Regions from separate parts of the Gossypium arboreum genome. Here regions 1 and 3 are each linked to region 2. Evidence: chromatin contacts called from public Hi-C data. All regions are on one chromosome and are shown on one strand. The core of a region is the stretch at or near the end of the contact, and the rest is flanking DNA. Distances in the headings are between cores, read along the strand shown.

What was found. A called contact is a pair of places that touch in the nucleus more often than the background predicts.
Region 1: a contact with region 2 is called in a Hi-C map of leaf, with 5 times the contacts expected there. The contact joins the enhancer-like site here to the promoter of LOC108460767 in region 2. A contact is called at or near these places in 2 of 5 Hi-C or Micro-C datasets (both in leaf).
Region 3: a Hi-C map of leaf shows a contact between it and region 2, with 6 times the contacts expected there. The contact joins the promoter of LOC108467109 here to the promoter of LOC108460767 in region 2. A contact is called at or near these places in 2 of 5 Hi-C or Micro-C datasets (both in leaf).

What each region holds. Positions count from the first base shown.
Region 1 is chr8:47,842,844-47,845,911 of ASM2569848v2, reverse strand. No RefSeq gene overlaps it. Among protein-coding and RNA genes, the nearest start is that of LOC108466535, 8.4 kb to the left of the region's middle. Within about 2 kb of position 1,496, at least 2 of the 2 cell types and tissues checked have an H3K27ac peak or open chromatin away from gene starts, as enhancers often do. A contact at or near this core is called in leaf, where this site is marked.
Region 2 is chr8:47,713,282-47,716,156 of ASM2569848v2, reverse strand. LOC108460767 (dynamin-related protein 5A-like) reads left to right here and starts at 1,339. Exons shown (of 16, transcript XM_017760408.2): 1 at 1,339-1,695; 2 at 1,795-1,858; 3 at 1,965-2,072; 4 at 2,157-2,258; 5 at 2,404-2,454; 6 at 2,722-2,783. The coding sequence starts at 1,567. LOC108463832 (UDP-glucose 4-epimerase GEPI48) reads left to right here. Exons shown (of 9, transcript XM_017763772.2): 9 at 1-346.
Region 3 is chr8:47,536,315-47,539,045 of ASM2569848v2, reverse strand. It overlaps LOC108467109 (probable inactive ATP-dependent zinc metalloprotease FTSHI 1, chloroplastic), which reads left to right and starts at 1,260. Exons shown (of 15, transcript XM_017767623.2): 1 at 1,260-2,267; 2 at 2,428-2,512. The coding sequence starts at 1,561.

The DNA of each region.
Region 1 (3,068 bases), core at 247-2,746, 130 kb before region 2:
GTATTGCCCATCTGTGAACACCTTCACCCCAAGCCAGTCTGGACTGTAAGGTCGAAAGATAAGTAATCATTACTAACTTGTTATGTTAGTGGAAGATCGGAAGATCCTACTAAGGTAGCGACTAATTGGTTGATAAGAAACCCGAAACAAAAATTGATTGGGATTGCTGAAGCAAGCTAATCAATCACCCATCATCAAATTTGATTCATTCTACTTTTTCTATCTCTTGAAATTTAGTTTCTTTTATGTTATTTTATTTTATTCTTAGTATTATAAAAATCCCAAAAACTCCTATTTACATTTTCATAATATAACTTGATTAAAATATTAATTAGATCTTTTAGTGTGTAGGTTAAAATTGATCTAACCTCTGCCTCCCTTGGCTTCAATCCTCGGAGTACTCACCCACTCTGTTGTAAAACTATATTACAACTAGACCTGTACACTTGCGGATATTGCCTCATAATTATATATTTGAACGTAGTATTCACACTCTGGATATTAGTATGTTTAGAGGTGATCAGTGGCCAAAACAGTGGAGCCGCCAGAGCCGTTCGATCCCTGGATGATCATAGAGAGGAAGTTAAGGCGTAAGGGTTCGCCTCAATTCTAAATTGAAAATTGCTGAGAATAACGCTCCTAATTTGAAGGGGATAGAAACGGATAAAAATAAGGAAACTGATACTATTTTTTCAGGGATAAGGTTTCAAATGGGATAGTTCTAAAAGAGTTGAATCAGGAGAGTGCTTCTAGGGTTATGAGGAAAAATAATGTTTTCAATAAAATGATAAACAACTTTAGCGTTTTGGGAGAAGAAGTTGTGGAAGAGTTGGATTCATTGAAGGATAATAGTGGGCTCATGATGGATGGTTTGGGTCATAATAATGGGTCATTGGTGGGCCCACTAGGTATTGAAAACATGACATTTGGAAAGAATAATGTTGTTGGGCCTGGAATTTTGTGTCTGGACTTTTTGAAGAAACACGACGGTAATGTGAGTAGTGGATCAGTGTTTAATGATCTAGGCCATCATGATGGACAGCTGGAGGACCCACCAAGCTTTGGGAAAAAGGTGGATCAAAATGAAATTAATACTAAGGCCATTGGGCTTGCTATTACGCACCCAAAAAGTGGAAATGTGTAGATTCTTTACAATTCAGGTAAGCTTGATATTGGGTAGGAGGAAATTCAAAAAAAAATCTAGTCTTTCAATTAATTTTTTTATAAAAGAATGTCAGACCCTTTTGGAGAGTACTGCTCATTTAAACCTAATTTTTTAGTGTCCAGTGGAATCAATAGTGGAACTTAACTAGGATTTACTTAATTCTCGCAAACATTCAACTATTACTTTTAAGCATCAAGAGAGACTCAATAACACTAAATCAACCGAAATTGGTATTTCGATTAGTAAAGTAAAAGGGTTCTAGTTTCGAAAGGGAGGGGATCCGAAATTAAGGGGGCACTATTTGAAATGGTAGTGTTATCAGTAAGATAATTCGTGAGTGTGGGGGGCGCTTTAAAAATTCTAGGAGTGCAAGAGTTCTGTTGATAGAATCAATAAATTCAAAGGTCAAACTCATTAATTCGCAAATCAACGAAGATAAGATGAGAAACTTGAATATGGATGGGAAACGAAATGGCAACACTTGCTAGACTTGCGCTTTGGTACATCTCTTACCTCTTTTTTATATTTTAATTTTTTTAATGGATTTGTCCAGTTTTGCATGAAATTGTCAAGGGTGTGCAAGTAGCAAGTTTTCAATGATCTTTCGTGAGTATAAACGGGAATTTAAGATGGATATTGTTGGTTTATTTGAAACTAGAGTTAGTGGCGACAAAGCTGATTCAATTATTGCATATCTTGGTTTTCAATGCTCTCATCTAGTGGAAGCTATTGGCTATTCTGAGAGTATTTCGGTTGAGTAGAAGGATTTATTACGGGTTGATATTATCCGGAGTCACCCCCAATTTATTTTGATTTGGGTTTTGATAACACTTTCCAACTGCTAGTTTTTATTGTTTTTGTATACAGTAGTCCTGAAAATCGTAAGTGAATGTAGCTTTGAGAGGTTTTGATGATGACTATTCCTCGTTTTGATTTACATTGGGTAGTTATAGGTGATTTCAATGCGATCTTAACCTCTAGTGAGAAAATGAGAGAGCGAGTTACTAGAAAATATGTTCTTTTTTTAGAGATTTTATGAATTCTTTTAGGATAAATGATTTGGGTTTCAGAGGTGATCTTTTCACGTGGCAGAGAGGTGGAGTTTCGGAACGTCTTAACAGGGCTATTGGGAATAAGACGCAGTTGACTTCATTTCCTAATTATTCTGTGACTCATTTGTTTAGACTGAAGCTGGTCACAAGCCTATTTTTCTTTTGTTTTAATCTGAACTTCAATCATCTAGGGGTCGTCCTTTTCGTTTCTTGGTCGGGTGGGTTGAGCATGCAAAGTCTTCCAATTTTGTAAAGAATAATTAAAATTTTGATGGTTCCATGTATAGTTCGTTATCTAATTTCACAAGCCAACTTAAGGATTGTAATAAATAGGTGTATGGTATATTGAGACACATAAAAAGATACTAATTCAGAAACTCGATACGATTCAGAAGAGTTTGAACTATTCTCAATTTGATCTTTTATTTCAGTTGGAATTAGAAACTAGAGGGGAATTGGAAAATGTTCTAAATCATAAAGAACTATTTTGGAAACAAAAGGCGAGGTATGACTGGCTTTCTTTGGGAAACTGCAATACTAAATTCTTCCATAGGCACACCTTAAAAAGAAGAAAGCAAAATCAGATTACGACTTTAAAAAAAGAGGAGGGAGAGTGGATTTTTTATGTGGATGATTTATGATAAGAGGCAACTTGTTTTTTTAAAAACTTATATTGTGAAGACTCGATGCCAATTAGAGTTCTGCCCACTAGTTCCTTTTCGAAGCTTGAAGATGGTGAGATCTAGATGTTAAGAAAACTAGTTTCAAACGAGGAAATAAAAGCTGCCTTGTTTGATATGAGTCTCCTAAAAGTGCCAAGGAGTGATGGGTTCTATGCTGTCTTATTTCAA
Region 2 (2,875 bases), core at 90-2,589:
CACTGTGAAACCACCAATCTATAAAGACATTTTATGATCATAGGATTTTTATTTTTTATTATTGACAGGATTTTAGGTGATTAATTAATACGATTAAAGATGTTACGAATTATATAGAAAGAGGAACATACTTAGTATAGGGATGCTTCAACTGCTCAGAAGCTTGTATTATACTGCTCCTCATTACTAGCAATCGTTTGTGGCTGTTACCAGTAGGAGTAAATTATCACATGAACACGAACTACACATAGATACTTGTAATGAAAAATACCATCATTGTTCATTTTTTTATTACATCCTTTATGATTGTTAATATTACAAAAATTTGAATTTTAAGTTTATTAAATGGTGAACCTCCCTTCAATCAAAGGAAAAAAACACACAAAAGTTGTTTCTGTAAGGCTAATAAAAATAAAACCCCTTAAATTAAAGCGTCATTGAATAATTATAAAAGTATAAAGATACAGGCCCACTACAAACGGAATATTGGACTAGTCTCCAAGTCCAACGGCTTTATATCGCCAATTTAATTAAATCCAATAAAGAAAAGAAAAAGGTTGCCATGCCATGCCATCTGTTATTGTGTAGTCTTTTAAATTTAATTTTGAAATGCCTTCCACTCTACACATACAAACAAAAATGTGAACTATAAAACCCAAATCTTAGGATTTCAATTATTAGCTTTTGAAATTTAAATCTTTATGAGAAAATGTTAATTTAATCTACTTCCTTTTTTTAATTAATAAATTCATTTATGATATTTTACTTATGTATGGATTGAAGTTATAGGAAGAAAGAAAAAGAAATCTAAGAGTTTCCTTGTTTGATTAGCGGCTTTCTTTTATTTAGATAGGAAAAAGATAATGGAATTGAATATCTCAACAAAAATAAAATAAAACTTTAACATGCAGAAAATCTTTTTCCTTTTTTATATAATTATATTATAAAAGATTATGGTTTAAAAATTAAATATAGTGATTTTTTTTATTTGAAAATTACATTCTCTCGTTAATTTTAAGAATTCAAATAATTCATCTTCTTATTTTTCTTTAAAATTATTAATCCAAAATTCAACAATAAATCAATTTCAATTTATTTATCCCATTTCATAATTTTAATTAGAAAAATTGGAATTAATTTTACCAAGTAAGCTCTGTCGAGTCGAATATATTTTTACCTAAGCCAATGGCCTTATTTATCACTTTCCGGCCCGGAGTTTTTCCTGGCATTGTTTACTCCATTGTCGTAGCTAGACACGCCGTTTCACTTCAAAAATGCATACTAAATTCAAACACAAAATAAATCGGTGGTAAAAATAATATTTAAAATAAATAAATAAATAATAAATAAAACGCGCTTCACTTTTAAAGCCGAAGTCTTTTTATTCTTCCTCCATTTCAAAACTTCAAAAAACTCCTTTCTCCGGACGGAACTTCATTTGGTTCTCATTTCTCACTCAGATCTGACAGGTGCCGTTTCTTTACCTTTTCAGCTCAGATCTAGCTTATTTGAATCCGACGCTTGTTATCGTCGCCGGCACCCATCTTAAAAAAGAAAAAGAAAAAAATGGATAATTTGATTTCTCTGGTGAACAAGATTCAAAGAGCTTGCACTGCTCTTGGTGATCATGGAGAGGCAAGCGCCTTGCCTACTCTTTGGGATTCCTTACCGGCGATCGCCGTCGTTGGTGGTCAGGTCGACGCTCGATCTATCTTTTCCTTTTTCTATTTCTAGTCAACCTTTGTTTTCTTTTTTCTTTTATGATCTGCTGGTCTGAGATTTCAATATTAACAGAGTTCAGGGAAATCTTCGGTGTTGGAAAGCGTTGTCGGCAAGGATTTTTTACCTCGTGGATCCGGTAAAAACAATAAGTTATCGCTCTCAATCTATCCTTCATCGTTAAGCAACTCAAGAACTGATTCTTTTTTCTTTCATTCTGCTTTTTTGATTAAAAATTAATGCAGGTATTGTTACTCGTAGACCTCTGGTGTTACAGCTTCATAAGAGTGATGAAGGAACCAGAGAATATGCTGAGTTTCTTCACCTTCCTAGAAAAAGATTTACCGATTTTGGTAAATATCTTCTTATCGTTCTTTATTTAAGCAAAAGGAATTATATAAATCTTAGGGTTTAACTTTTTATTATCTACGTTATAGCTGCTGTTAGGAAGGAGATTCAAGATGAGACGGATAGAGAAACTGGGCGAACTAAACAAATATCTAGTGTTCCAATTCATCTTAGTATATTTTCTCCCAACGGTATGACCTGTTTGTAAAAATTATTTCTGTTTTCTTCCACTTTATTTAATTGTAAAAAGTCATCTTATTATATGTTATGGTTCTACCAAATCTCCAGTATATAAGATATTTTCTCTACTTATTTTTTTTATGTAATTTTATGCAGTTGTCAATTTGACTCTGGTTGACCTTCCTGGTCTGACGAAGGTAGCTGTTGGTAAGTTAACGGAAACGCCTAGTGAAAATTCAAAGAAAATTGCAATCCTTATAATGCTTTCTCTAATTTAGACTACCATATTTCCACGGGACCTAAAATAAGTATAATATTCAAATTTTAATTCTTTTTATTTCCCATGTAATAAAAAAAAAAAACCATAGCATTTTTGCACTTTATATACCCCAATTTCATTCTCTTCTGTTAATAAGATTTGCAAAAAGAATTATTAAATTATGGGATATTGATGGATTATCTTGCTAAATGCAGAGGGTCAACCTGAAAGCATTGTACAAGATATCGAGAATATGGTTCGCTCCTACATTGAGAAGGTAAAATGCGGCATGGCTGTTTCTTTTTTTTTTTTTTTTTTCAGTAAAATTCTCTAATGTGATGGCTATCAAGGTCTAGGAAAACTGTATTG
Region 3 (2,731 bases), core at 11-2,510, 180 kb after region 2:
TTCGAAAAGGATAGGGAATTAACCTCAGTTTTTGAGTGTTGATCTAATAGTAGCCTAACGTTTTCTAACTCGTCGGGTAGTCTCATGTAATTCAGCCTATGGTTCCATATGTACAAACGATATATTAGGCAAAACGTATAATAAATAAAAACATTTACTGCACAAACTACGTATTTATTGATAAATGATGTTTACCTCGTCACCAACGAAAACATGTATTGGTTAGTGACTCTATGACGTAAAAATGGTATTCGCCACCAGTGCCACGATTGCAGCAACAAAAGCACCACCGATCAACATCTTATCTAATTGCATTGCCTAACAAAGCTCTCGGTATAACATCGACAGTACAACAGATCCCCAACTTAGTTTTGCACATTCGCTAAAATCCATTAGATGTCGAAGCCACCTTACGTATACCAAATTTCTAGATTTATCAAGCATTAAAATGCCTCTGATTAACCTCATGATGAATGCTTGGGCGTACTGTTGTATGACCTCCTCCGTTGAGTCGTCGAGAAGCTTATCAAAAATTTTCTCCAACCAGTTGATCAATATCCAACCACCTTTGAACTTGTTTGGGATCTTTCCTAAGATTGCCATACTGAGGTTCACTTTCTCTCGAACCACGCTGATCCTGTGATGATTCGCCCATCCACCAGCAGGCCGAGCTTTAATGCTGTGCCCTTGAGTGTGATTGTACACTCTCCGCATAGAAGGTGGACAGTGTGTGTTTTAGGCCTCCATCTTTCTACCTATGCGCTGACTAATGTGGGATCGAGTTTACAGCCCCTTTGCATGCGAGACACATGCAAGAATCCAGCCTCTTGTAGGTACCCATGAATTTCAAGGATCAGAGGCTCCCCTGTATTATGTAAAAACGCCTTCAGCACACAATCGTTCGTCTATTTATAACATTAAAATACGATATAATTTAAAAAAAAATATTTTTAAATGAAAATATAAATAAATTTTGAATAAAAACTTGAGAGAATTTGGGAGGAGAATCTGAATGAAAAAAAAGAAAAGAAAATTAAGGGTATTTATAGGTTAAAAAAAATTACCATTAAGTTTTTAATTTTTTTTATGGTTTGGCATGACAACGGTCGAAATAACCTTTATAATTACCGTTGAAAGAAAACTTATCTTTTATTACCATATGTAAAGAAAACACGCCCAATTAAATTCCTTTCAATTTCTTTCTCCTAAAACCAACCTATTTTCCCTAATAAAATTTAAAATCGACCTACACGTAATTATAAAATAAAATCGGCCTTTAGCCCATTTTGACACCAATAATAAACGTAAACGGATGGCTACACTTTATTAAAGCCGGTCAGGCCTGACCCGGATAAGCTTCGCTCTTACGGATCCTGGATCCGGATAAGTCTGGAAAAGCAACTATCAACTCCCATTTCTTCTTCCTCATTTTAATTTATCAAAAACCCTAGTCGGATATACCCTATTCTGCAATTTTGGTGAATGAAATTGATGCTGAATATTGCTTTGTTCCAATGCCCATTTTGTAAACCCTAATGCTCTCTGAGTTTGCTGAAGAGGATGGCCACCATTGATACTCTAATCTCAGCTCGGGTTAATTTTCCAAAACCCTACTCTACTCCTATCAAATCTCTCCCCAAACGAATACATCCCTCGAATTTGACCCGAAAATTCCGATCAAGAGCTCCGTTACTTCACCGATCATTCACGGTTTTATGCGAATTACAATCCTCACAGCCCGGTGGTGACACTAGCAAGCCCAAAGGGGATGACTTTGTGACTAGGGTTTTGAAGGAAAACCCTAGCCAAGTAGAGCCCAGGTACCTCGTTGGTAACAAGATTTACACCTTGAAAGAAAAAGAGGATTTAAGAAAAGGTAGCAATCTGGGTTTGATCGAAATTTTGAAGAAAAAATTGAATACAAAATCAAAATCAAAAAATGAAACCATTGGAGGGGAAAGAGAGAGTGAAACTAGTGAAAATGACTACGTGTATTTGAATGATATTTTGAGGGAGTATAAAGGGAAGCTTTACGTGCCAGAGCAGATTTTTGGGGCAGAGTTATCCGAGGAGGAGGAATTCGAGAAGAATTTGGAGGAATTGCCCAAAATGAGCTTGGAAGATTTTAGGAAAGCTATGAAAAGTGACAAGGTTAAATTGTTGACTTCCAAGGAGGTTTCTGGTGTTTCATATGTTGGTAGGTATTGGGACTTTGTTGTGGATTTGGAGGATATTCCTGGTGACAAGAGCTTGCAAAGGACTAAATGGTGAATGTCAATATGGCTCGCATCTTTTTCAAGTTATATTTCTTTTCAGTTCTCTATAATATATATCTATGTGAATATTAATATGGCTTGGAATTTTTTCTAGTTGTATTGCTTTGCAGTTCTCTGTAATATATCTATGCGGTTTGTTTTATCTTTGTAGGGCAATGAGATTGAATGAGAGTGAAGCCCAAGATCTTTTAAGAGAGTACACTGGACAACGATATGAAATTGAGACGCCCATGACGGTGATAAACCATTTAACCGTTCTTTGATTCTCTAGCTATACATGAAATCGTTGCTTATGAGTATTTTATAGAATAACTATGAGGTGGTTGTAAAGTTGCTTTATTTCGATAGCCATGGATTAGTTCACTTTGTACATGTGTTTTGATGTATATGCCCTGGTTTTTGTGAAAACTATAGTCCAAAGTATCCACTTAATAATTGAATTAACTGGAAATGAT